3 separate regions of the Mus musculus genome follow, and all the other regions are linked to region 1. Evidence: chromatin contacts called from public HiChIP or PLAC-seq data. All regions are on one chromosome and are shown on one strand. Each heading gives the region's core, a stretch centred on a gene start, on an enhancer-like site or on the middle of the called end of the contact. The rest is flanking DNA. Distances are from core to core; before and after follow the strand shown. Region 1 holds the start of Gpaa1 (GPI anchor attachment protein 1). Region 2 holds the start of Zfp647 (zinc finger protein 647). Region 3 holds the start of Rhpn1 (rhophilin, Rho GTPase binding protein 1).

The links. HiChIP or PLAC-seq counts read pairs in DNA pulled down with a chosen protein or histone mark.
Region 2: a contact with region 1 is called in an H3K4me3 HiChIP or PLAC-seq map of the SCID.adh cell line, with 11 read pairs. The contact joins the promoter of Zfp647 here to the promoter of Gpaa1 in region 1. A contact is called at or near these places in 2 of 39 promoter capture datasets (the C10 cell line and cranial neural crest) and 1 of 115 datasets of contacts at active chromatin or transcription factors (the SCID.adh cell line).
Region 3: an H3K27ac HiChIP or PLAC-seq map of microglia shows a contact between it and region 1, with 4 times the contacts expected there. The contact joins the promoter of Rhpn1 here to the promoter of Gpaa1 in region 1. A contact is called at or near these places in 2 of 115 datasets of contacts at active chromatin or transcription factors (microglia and pancreatic cancer cells) and 1 of 9 other capture datasets (embryonic stem cells).

The regions. Positions count from the first base shown.
Region 1 is chr15:76,329,802-76,333,257 of GRCm38.p6, forward strand. It overlaps Gpaa1 (GPI anchor attachment protein 1), which reads left to right and starts at 1,493. Exons shown (of 12, transcript NM_010331.2): 1 at 1,493-1,662; 2 at 2,095-2,274; 3 at 2,359-2,470; 4 at 2,683-2,830; 5 at 2,909-3,010; 6 at 3,102-3,298; 7 at 3,376-3,456. The coding sequence starts at 1,589. It overlaps Exosc4 (exosome component 4), which reads left to right. Exons shown (of 3, transcript NM_175399.4): 3 at 1-869. It also overlaps a transcript of Oplah not described here.
Region 2 is chr15:76,923,582-76,926,980 of GRCm38.p6, forward strand. It overlaps Zfp647 (zinc finger protein 647), which reads right to left and starts at 1,867. Exons shown (of 5, transcript NM_172817.3): 1 at 1,795-1,867.
Region 3 is chr15:75,702,784-75,706,384 of GRCm38.p6, forward strand. It overlaps Rhpn1 (rhophilin, Rho GTPase binding protein 1), which reads left to right and starts at 1,505. Exons shown (of 15, transcript NM_001163465.1): 1 at 1,505-1,691. The coding sequence starts at 1,611.

The sequences.
Region 1 (3,456 bases), core at 243-2,742:
TACAGCGCAGTTTATAGTGCAGTCCCTAAGTGGAGAGAGCACTTGTGCTAGGAAGAGCAAGGGTGCACCTGTTGTGCCTGCCCAGATATTAGGGTCCGCAAAGACCCCTGGGAGTATGAATCTGCATGCGAATTCAGACTTTCTTCACCCTTAAGCTTGGACCTCAGACTCCTCCAACACACCAGATTTGTGCTGAGAGCCCTGAGCCTCAATTAGGCAGGGTTTTTATACTAGTTTGATCAGGGAGCAGGGGTCTCCTGCCTGTCAGTTGCCTTATTTCGCAAAGTTATCTTTTTTTTTTTCCTGTTTTTTTGAGACAGGGTTTCTCTGTGTAGCCCTGGCTGTCCTGGAACTCACTCTGTAGACCAGGCCTGCCTCTGCCTCCTGAGTGCTGGGATTAAAGGCGTGTGCCACCACCGCCCGGCACAAAGAGGTATCTCGATGCACAGGGTTTGGTCAGTGATGAGCAATTTATCTGTAACCGTTGCAATGGTAGGCACTTTCCCTCTATTTCCCTGATTGGCTCTGGCCCAGGGCAGTTTCTTCTTGGACTTGTCGGTGGTATTTCTATTAACCACAGTTCAAACCGGGGACCAACAAACTCAAGTTGGAATCAGCTTACAAATTGGAGTTTCCCCCTTCGCCTATGTTGGTCACTCAAGTCCTCCAGCTAAGGAGTGTGCCATGCTTACACAGCCCATCAGGGACAGGAGCACAAGGCCGAGGTTGCACTCAGCTGGCTATGGGTGTCCATCATTAAGAGATGACATTATGACGTAACGGCAAAATTAGCTATTCAGAATCAGCCAAATAATTTTATGTTTGAGGATCATCACAACATGAGGAACGGTATTAAAGGTCAGAATGTTAAGAACCACTGGACTAATGTCTTCTTTCCTTGGGCCTTTCCTCCCGCTTACTTTGGGCTCTAGGAGGATAGCCACCTTTTGTTGCTTCTTGGCCATCTATCCTTAGGCCCTTACCCCTGCAACCTTTTAGAGAAACTACCTTCATCGCCACCACCACCCATCTCCTCTGGCCACCAACTCGCCCACTGTGCCAGTGAGCCCACTGTCTTAAGGTTCATGACATCCACAGAAATGATTTAGCGTCGAATCCTCAGTTCACACGGGTCCCTCAAGTCATAGCTACAACACTGTCATTCAGTATCTCACTTCAGCAGGCATCAGTCTTTTCTCGTCGTTCTAGCTCTCTACCCACCTGCGTTACACTCCCGAGAACCTTTAGGCAGGCACACTGTCGCTGCTCTGTCGTGAGATCCGCCAGCGTCCCGCCTTCCAGCTGCTCGCCCGCAGCTTCACAGCCCCAGGTTCCAGTTCCGCCCACTGGCCATGACTGCATCCCGTACTTCTCCAGCCTACCTCAGTTTTGAGCACGCGCAGAGCTGGCGACCTCAGTTGTGAGCATGCGCACAATCTGGTTTCCCAACTCCGTCTGCCGCTACCAAGAGTAGTGGCGCGATGGATCCTGGGACCGGAAATTAAGGCAGCACCGGGCGCCGGGTCCGACAGGAACCCTGCTCTTGGAGGTGTCAAGCTGCCGCGAGAGCAGAGCCCCGCGCCCCGCCATGGGTCTCCTGTCGGACCCGGTGCGCCGGCGCGCGCTCGCCCGCATCGTCTTGCGCCTTAACACACCTCTCTGGTGAGGGCGGGCACAGGGGGCGGGACTGGCGGGAACTTGAGCTGCTGTGGCTCCACACGCGCCTACTGCTCCAGGGTCTGCGACCTCTTTGCAAGTGTCACTCAGACACTGAGCTTAGAGCTCTGGTCCCTATCCATCGCTGATCTAGGGTCTTAGATCTTTTTTCCTTTCCGGAGGCAGGATTTCTCTGTGCAGCCCTGGTTGTCCTGGAACTTATTCTGTAGACCAGACTAGCCTCGAACTCAGATCCGCCTGTACCTGCCTCTGCCCCCTGAATGCTGGGATTAACAGCGTGTGCTGCCACTGCCCGGCTTTGGCTCCGGGTTCTTAATGGCTTGGACCATCCCGCTGGACCCTCTGGGTCATGGTGGAAGCCACGAGCTAGCGTTCCAGGTCGGGCTAATTCCGAGCCCACTCTGTACTCTCTCGCAGTGTGCTGAGCTACGTGGCCGGGATCGCCTGGTTTCTGGCGCTGGCTTTTCCGCCGTTAACCCAGCGCACTTACATGTCTGAGAATGCCATGGGCTCCACCATGGTGGAGGAACAGTTTGTAGGTGGAGACCGCGCTCGGAGCTTTGCCCGGGACTTCGCTGCCCACCGCAAGAAGCCGGGGTGAGTGCCTAGCAGCGGGCTGGGGATTTCAGGGGCGGCCGAGACCAGGGAGCTCTACTTAGAGGCTATCTTTTGTGTCTCCAGGGCTCTGCCAGTAGCCTGGCTGGAACGGTCCATGCGATCCGTAGGGCTGGAGGTCTACACCCAGAGCTTCTCCCGCAAACTACCCTTCCCGGATGAGACCCACGAGCGCTATGTATTGAGGGAAAGGGGTGTGCCTGGGAGAAAAGCACATTGGAAGGGTGGCCTGGGTTGGGTGTCTTGTTGAAGTGCCCTGAAACCAAGAAACTCTGGGAGGGATGGTCTGAAGAACTTTAGTGGTGGGCATTGAAGTGCCAGGAAAAAAGACAGGCTTCAGGCTGTCCGCTGGAGGGTCTGCTGAGGCTTTCCCATCAACTCTTTGTGCAGATGGTGTCAGGTACCAACGTGTATGGCATCCTGCGGGCCCCACGTTCTGCCAGTACCGAGTCCCTGGTGCTTACTGTACCCTGTGGTCCAGATGCCACCAATAGCCAGGCTGTGGGGTTGTTGTTGGCACTTGCTGCCCATTTCCGAGGTGAGGCTCTGGGGCTCTGGTCCGGGAGGATTTGACCAATGCCCCAGGCCCTTTGCTGACCCTGCCTTTGGCTTCCAGGGCAGATTTACTGGGCCAAAGATATCATTTTCCTGGTAACAGACCATGATCTTCTGGGCACCGAGGCTTGGCTCGAAGCCTACCATGACATTAATGTTACAGGTAGGTGTAGCCCTAGTCTTGCTCCCCATCTCTTTCAAAGTAAACCGCGGTCCCTTGTGCCCCCTCTAGTGCTCACTGCTTGCTCCTACAGGCATACAGTCATCTCCCCTGCAGGGCAGGGCTGGAGCCATCCAGGCTGCTGTAGCTCTGGAGCTGAGCAGCGACGTGGTCACCAGCCTCGATGTGACAGTGGAGGGACTCAACGGTCAGCTGCCCAACCTTGATCTGCTCAACCTCTTCCAGACCTTCTGCCAGAAAGGGGGGCTGTTGTGTACACTCCAGGGCAAGGTGGGACCACCCGCTTGGGAGCCTGGGGCTCGTGAGAAGGGGTGAGTCTGTCTGATCCTGTCCCCATGCCTCCAAAGCTGCAGCCCCAGGACTGGACGTCACTCGAAGGGCCGTTGCAGGGTTTGCAGACACTGCTACTCATGGTGCTGCGGCAGGCC
Region 2 (3,399 bases), core at 617-3,116, 590 kb after region 1:
AAAATCGGATTATTTAGAAAAATAATCTTGAAGTAAGGAAGCCCCTTAAAACACAGCAAGAAGCCAAAATACTGTAATGGGAAATATTTTGCCCATAAAACAAAACCAATACCAAGATCCTTCTAGTTGTAAAATAAGTAAATAAAATCAAAGAAGACACTTTCTCAATGGAGTAAAAAACAGACAAACAAACAAGAAAGCAAAAAAAAAAAAAAAAAAAAAACCCATAGGGAAGTGTGTTTTTAACATACAGAAAAAGAATACAAGCTGGTGGTCAATCTGACCAGGAATGCAAACAGCTAAAAGACAAACGCAGAGGTGGAAATTGAAACATCTGTATGGCAAGAAAGCCCCAGGGACTGGTCACCTATATGGTGGTAAGGTGGCTTATTAGCTCTAACCTGTTAGTCCCATTCCACTTCTCTGTGTCCCCTACAAGGAAATCCCCAGTGTGCAAAATATCAGAACTAATGTCCACCCAGCTTTAAGTATCTCTATAGTGGAGCTCAGGGGAACCTTCCTTTTATGTTAGTGACAGGAATGTCCACACGCATTAGTAGGAGTGCCTGATTCCAATCATTCTAGAGAGCTCCACAGGAAACTGCTTCTAGTGTCACTATGCATTCACTATGTCAGGATGCTAGGCAGAGTAACATTTAAAAGAACTACTGTGGGCTGGGGAGATGGGCCAGTGGGCATGACATCCAATGTCCTTCTCTGGCCTTAGAGAATACAGCTGTGCCCATACTTCATCGCCCACATACAAGGGAGCTATTATTGTATACAATTTTCCTGTGTGTGCGTGCGTACCTACACATCAGCAAGCACATAGAGGCCAGCAGACAACCTTAGGTGTTATTCCTTAGAAACCTTTCACCATTGGGGGGGGGGGGGGCGGGGGCGGGGAAATACGGTCTCTTACTGGCCTGGAACTCACCAAGTAAGCTACTAAGCGGCAGAGATGGGGATGGCAGCACTCATCAGCACATCCAGATTCAGGTGTCTAACTGAGCCATACATGTGGAGGCTGGAGGGATGGCTCAGCGGTTAAGAGCACACGTTTTTTTCCCCCGTCTAGGACCCACACTTGATTCCCAGCACCCACATGGCGGCTCACAGCCAATTCCAGGGAACCCGATGCCCTCTTCTGGCCTCCGTTGGCACCAGGCATGCACATGATATACAGTACAGATACACACGCAGGCAAAGCACATAAATACATATAAAAAAATTAAACAAGAAAATGCCACGTTAGAGAAGTTGTCATCCATTAAAAGGGGCCTTTGCAAAGTAACAAGAGAGCAACAGCAGAAAAATAAAACAAATCCAAGAAGAAGCTGGGCTAATGGGGAGCAGAGCGGAGCACCTTCAGTTTGACAAGAAATGTCCTTCGCTGCTGAGGATGCATGGGACTTAAAATGCTGTATGGTGGCCCTGACTGTAGTCCGGGTTATGGGAGAGGATCGTGCGAACCCAGGACTTCCAGGGCAGTCTGGGACGCGGTTATTTCACCAGACAAAACCTCATCCACTGCCCAAGCCAAACCAAATTAACCAACCAGTAGGAAACCGTATGCACATCAGAACCGTCTGAACTCCGGACCGGGCTAGCGGGAGCCACCGCGAAGGGTCCCGGGGAGGGGCCTGGAGGGTTCGAGGGACCGGAGGGTGCAGCCTGGGTCAGCAGCCCGGCCGCAGCCATCCATCGGGGGGAAGGGCTGGCATACGCGAGGGCGCGGAGCTTTGGGTGCGGATGAAGGAGAGGGTCCCGCGCAGCCGACAGAGCGCCACTCACCATCTGCCGCAACCTCTCGCCCTGTGGCGGCAGCTTCGGCTCCCTAAGACAAAGGGGCCGTCCCGCCCCGTCTGCGCAGTCGTCAATCTCAGGGGACCCCGCCCCTAGGTCCCCACCCCCAACCCCCACCCCAAGTCCCGGACCGGGACGCGGGAGGATCGGATGGCCGTCCGCCTCCAGCTCTTCTTGCAGGACTTGATGCCCTGCGCCCCGGGGCCACCGAGAGCGTAGGCCTCCGCTGTGCCTAGAGAGACCGCGTGCTGACCCGGACCGCGCCTGCTCTTTGAGGCTGTAGCGGAAGCGGCGGCCGCAGTCCCTACAAATCCGAGTGCCTCCCGGCCTCGCCCCCTCCCTGCCGCCCCTCTTCTCCCGAGGGCCTTCGGTCACTTCCGCCAAGATCTGTGCTTGCCCTCTAGCGATTTCCCTGGTGGCCAGGCAGCCTGGACCACTGGTCTCGAGACCCATCAGGCTGACTCGGGCTGCTTGGGTTTAGTTTACAGTGTAGTGTGTGTTCAACTTCTTAAGGGACGGCCAGTCTGTCTTGTGTCCTCATCAACACATTCCCTAGACTAGCAGTGTATGACAGTTCCAATTGTTGTTTGTATTTGCCCACACTTGGTGTAAGCAGGCTTTTAGAAATTTAGTTATTCGGGGCTGGAGAGAGGCTCAGCGGTTAAGAGCATTAACTGCTCTTCTAGAGGTCCTGAGTTCAATTCCCAGCAACCTCATGGTGGCTCACAACCATCTGTAATGGGATCTGATGCCCTCTGCTGGTGTGTCTGAAGACAACTACAGTGTACTCACATACATGAAATAAATCTTTAAAAAAAATTGAGTTATTCCAGGGCTAGAGGAATGTACAACAGACTGGGTGTTTGACAAACGTGCACGAGGCTGAGTTTAATCACTCGTATCCATGTGAAAAGGCTGGGTGTAATAGTGCTTGCTTAGAACCCCAGCACAGGGGAGGCGGAACAAGGCCGAGCTGTGTAGGGCTCTCTGGCCAGCCAGTCTAGAGTCACTGGCAAGCTTCAGGTTCTGACCTGTTGAGAAGCCCTTTCAAAAGATAAAACAACAAAATACCGTGGTGCGCAGCTCCTCAGACTGACCCTTAGTGGCCCTGTATGCACACATATTCTCTGCTGGAAATTAAAGTCAGGGACTCTAGTATAAGCATATAGTATCTCAGTAGCACTCGATCCTACCCTCCGTTATGGCTTCAATTTTTATTTCTCTAATTGTAGTGGTTACGTGTCTTCTGTTACAAAATACTGGCAGAGGCAGAGGAGGCAGAGGCAGAGTCAGAGGGCCAATCTCTGTGAGTTTGGGGCCAGCCTGGTCTATAGAACAAATTCCAGGACAGCTGAGGCTACACACAAAGCATGGGGCTGGAGGAGGAAATGTCTGGGAGATAGGGAGCAAGAACAGCTCTTGTGGATCAGGGTGATGGAGCCTCCAGGTTTTTGTTCTTGGATTTTTAAAGTGTGTGTGCCCCAGAGGGGGCCAGGTTTTTTTGTTTTTGTTTTTTCGAGACAGGATTTCTCTGTATATCACTGGCTGTCCTGGAACTCACTTTGTAGACCAGGCTGACCTCGAACTCAGAAA
Region 3 (3,601 bases), core at 255-2,754, 630 kb before region 1:
AACGCAAGGCCAAAGTTAGGTTTCCAGCTCCTACATTCAATAGTTCACAACTACCTGTAGTCTCTTGTTCCTGGGGTTCAAGTACCCTTTTCTGGACTCTGCAGGCACAGTGCTCATCTGCAGAAACACACACACACACACACATTAAAATAAATCTTTAAGAGAAACAGTTGCTTTAGTCAGGCATGCTTTGCTGGGTGGATGTCAGTCTAAGCACACAGGATTCTGAAGACACAGAAGTCTGAATTCAGGGGTGCCTATGCAGGAGGGTGACAGCTGTGCTAGGTGACAGCACATGTGGTCTCTGTTTAGTTCTAAGGTGATGACCACACCTAGGCAGCATAAGAGCCCGGAGATGGAGGAGGCTGCTCATGAGGATGTCAGTGGAGGAAGAAGTGAAATTAGGTGACACTCCACAGGAAGATACTAGAGGAAAGAAAAGGAAAGAAAGGAGGGGAGGGGAGGGGAGGGGAGGGGAGGGGAGGGGAGGGGAGGGGAGGGGAGGGGAGGGGAGGGGAGGGGAGGGGAGGGGAGGGGAGGGGACAATGCTGCCCTGGGATCAAAAATGCCAGGAAGTTTGGAGAGGCTAGCGGGGCAGATGAGAGAAGCATTTCTGGCGGGGGCCCACTGTCCAGGGACATCCAAGAGCTTAGCCGAGCAAATTTAGATCTGGGGATGACAGAGCCAGGTGTGTGTGAGGGGGATGGGGCGTAGAGACTGAGTCGCTGACTCAGTCAGGGCAAGCAGTGACCAGGGTGGCGGGCAGCGTGGAGGAGGCTGACCTTTGGAGCAGCTTGACAAAGGGCTAGCCACTCATTTCTAGGCTGTGTTCTCAGCTCATCTAGTGTGAGCCAGCCCACATGAATTTGAGAAGTGCTTCGGAGTAAGCCCTGCAAGGAGCTCGAGTTCTGGAAAAAGTCCAATTCTTAAAACCAATTCGGGTTCTGGAAGGCGATCCGGTTCTGGAAGCACAAGGAGGTCAAGGAGAATGTAGGCTCTGGAAACAAAATGCATAACCAGGTCCCGGAGGCGAGGTTTCTGGGGGCGGTTCTGGAAGCAAGGGGACCGCAGCGGCGCTTTGCCTCTTAGTGCCGGGAAGAAAGCAGGCATTGTTTTAGAATCAGCACAAGCACTTGTCTCTAACAAACCGTTTAAAAAACCCCATTGTAAACATTTTTGGAGCAATCCTGGAGGGTCCCGTTGCCGGGGTGACGAGATAAAGCCTTGAAGTCCCTGCAGAGGCTGCAGCGGCTCTTGGTCGCCGCCCCCAGTTCTGCTTGTCTTTTCCTAACTTTCTCCGCACGCCTAACACCTAGCGTTGCGCATGCGTACCCTGATCGGCGAGCGGCCCTGGTTGCTAAGAGTTACCAGATCCCTTACCTGGAGCCCGCCTTTCTCTCACTCTGGTTGGTAGTAGTTTCTATCCATCGGAGTAGCCCTCACCTCTGATTGGACAACATCAAGTTTTGCAGGCGGGGCCCGCGCTCTGCCGCACCGGTCAGTCGGACCCTCCAGGAGGGGGACAGTCGGAGCAGCGCGGCTGATCCTCCCTGGAGCGCGAGGGGCCTGCTGCTCGCAGCCTCTCGGAGTCAGCGTCCGAGCGAGCAGCGATGATCCTTGAGGAGAGGCCAGATGGCCAGGGCACTGGCGAGGAAAGCTCTCGGCCGCAGGACGACGGCAGCATCCGCAAGGTGGGGGCTGAGCAGGGATATGGGTCTTCAGCCTCCTGCCCCGCGCTGTGCAGTGCGGCCTTCCCGGCCTTTCCTTCCTGGGACCCGCTCCCCTGAATGCCAGGTGGGGATACTGAGGTCCCAAGGAGAGACCAGAGCCGGTGTTCCAGCCCGATGGGAGTAACACTGGAGCAGTCACGGTCTAGATGGTTCCCCTGAAGCTAGAGAACCCCTTGGGTCTCAGAACCAAGAAGTTGGTTCTGATGGGTGACAACCCCCACTCCCTCACCTCCACAAGCAAGCACGTGTTTTTTTCTGACGTCTAGAAAGCCTCCTTCTCTAACAGTGTCTTCTGCGTGCCCCGCTGTAGGAGTCAGTGTCCATTAGTGGTTAGATTGTGACAGCAGACAGCAAAAACCTTCGGAACTTCACGGGGAAGCCTGACTACTTTTCCCCAACATACATCCCCTCCAAAGCTCCTGAGTCTGGAGATGAGGGTGCCTGGGCTTCCAGGAACACAGGGGTGAAGTGGAAACTAGTTTGCTCTTTGCCTAAGGGATATTATGTTAACCTTCTCTGCTTCTCCGGTCTGGGTATTTCCTAGGGGTCAGTGAGTGTTTGGGTTTCTTAGTATGTGTGTAGGCTCTGGGGTACTCCTGCCCATCCCCAGGGGCTGCTAAGCAGAAGCTGCTGTCACAACACTCCCGGGTGTTCCCATGGCTCTTTGCCCACCTTCCTTCCTGGTGTCAGATTGTACTTTGTTGCTGGCTGATTCTATCCAGTGTGTGTGTGTGTGTGTGTGTGTATCAGGTCTCCTGGAGGAGAGGGAGGAGAGGGAGAGGAAGAGGAAGAGAGGAAGGCACTGGGACTTGGACAGAACCCTCAAGGGCTCCATCCTAACCAGGCATGCCTGATACCACAGTGACTAGCTCAAACTGGGGAGGGGTTAGATTGGAGAGAGGGAAGGAGGGAGGGAGGGAGACGGAGTCAGCCTGCAACATGTTCTCCAGGAACTCTTCTTCCTAGGGTGGCCATGCCTTTCAGGTGCCCTGTGGAGGAAGTGCATGTTGCATTGGTCAGCCTCCCTGTGGATAGTGTGGGACTCCCCCACCCTGAGCTGACTCAGTAAGAGAAGCCTGGGAAGGCTTAGGATTGCTCTGTTCCTTCTTTCTATTCCCAGGCCTGTGTGGGGATAACTGTGTCCCCCCGCCCCCCACCTTTTGCTAATCCTTGAGGACCAGCCCAGTACAGGTCACTGGGTCTTTGAGTGGGAGGTTTTGTTTCTCTGACCCCCATGCCTTTCCTCCCTGGTCGTGGCCAGGCCCTGTTCTGGTTTGGCCACTGCTGCTGCGATGTCTGTACTGATGGCAAGTTCTCCCAGAGTTAGACAAGAGTAGCCACCATGGAGGTCAGCCATGGTTAGACGGCCTTTGTTTCCAGAGGGTGGGGAGATCATACCGGGATAGAGAGAGATGGTTACTTAGCACCTGTGCCCTCCCTGCTGAGCACTTCCTTCAGCCCAGTGTGGAAAACTGGGTGTGGGCTATCAGCTTCCAGAATCCATCCAGCCCAGCTTATCTTGCCTTTCCACCAAAACAGGTTAGGAAGCTGGCTTGGCCTCCATAAGTGAACCAAGGTTAAAAAGGGCAAGAACAGGCCCAGGGTCTGGGGCTGGTGAAACCTCAGAGTGGCTAGCTGCTGCAGCTCCCTAGCAGGTGGGGGAGGGACTGAGGCTATCGGCCATAAATAAGCTTAGAACCTTGTAGTAGGGTCTTGGGGAAAAGATGTGTGCCGTTTTCTTAGTAGCTTTGAAGACAGGAGACTGTTGTGGCCTCAAGTTTCCCTCCTGCACAGGCAGGGGTGGGTCCTGAGAAGGAGACAGTACAATGTGGCTCCACTCTATCCCTATGCTATCTTGTGCCAGCTATCCA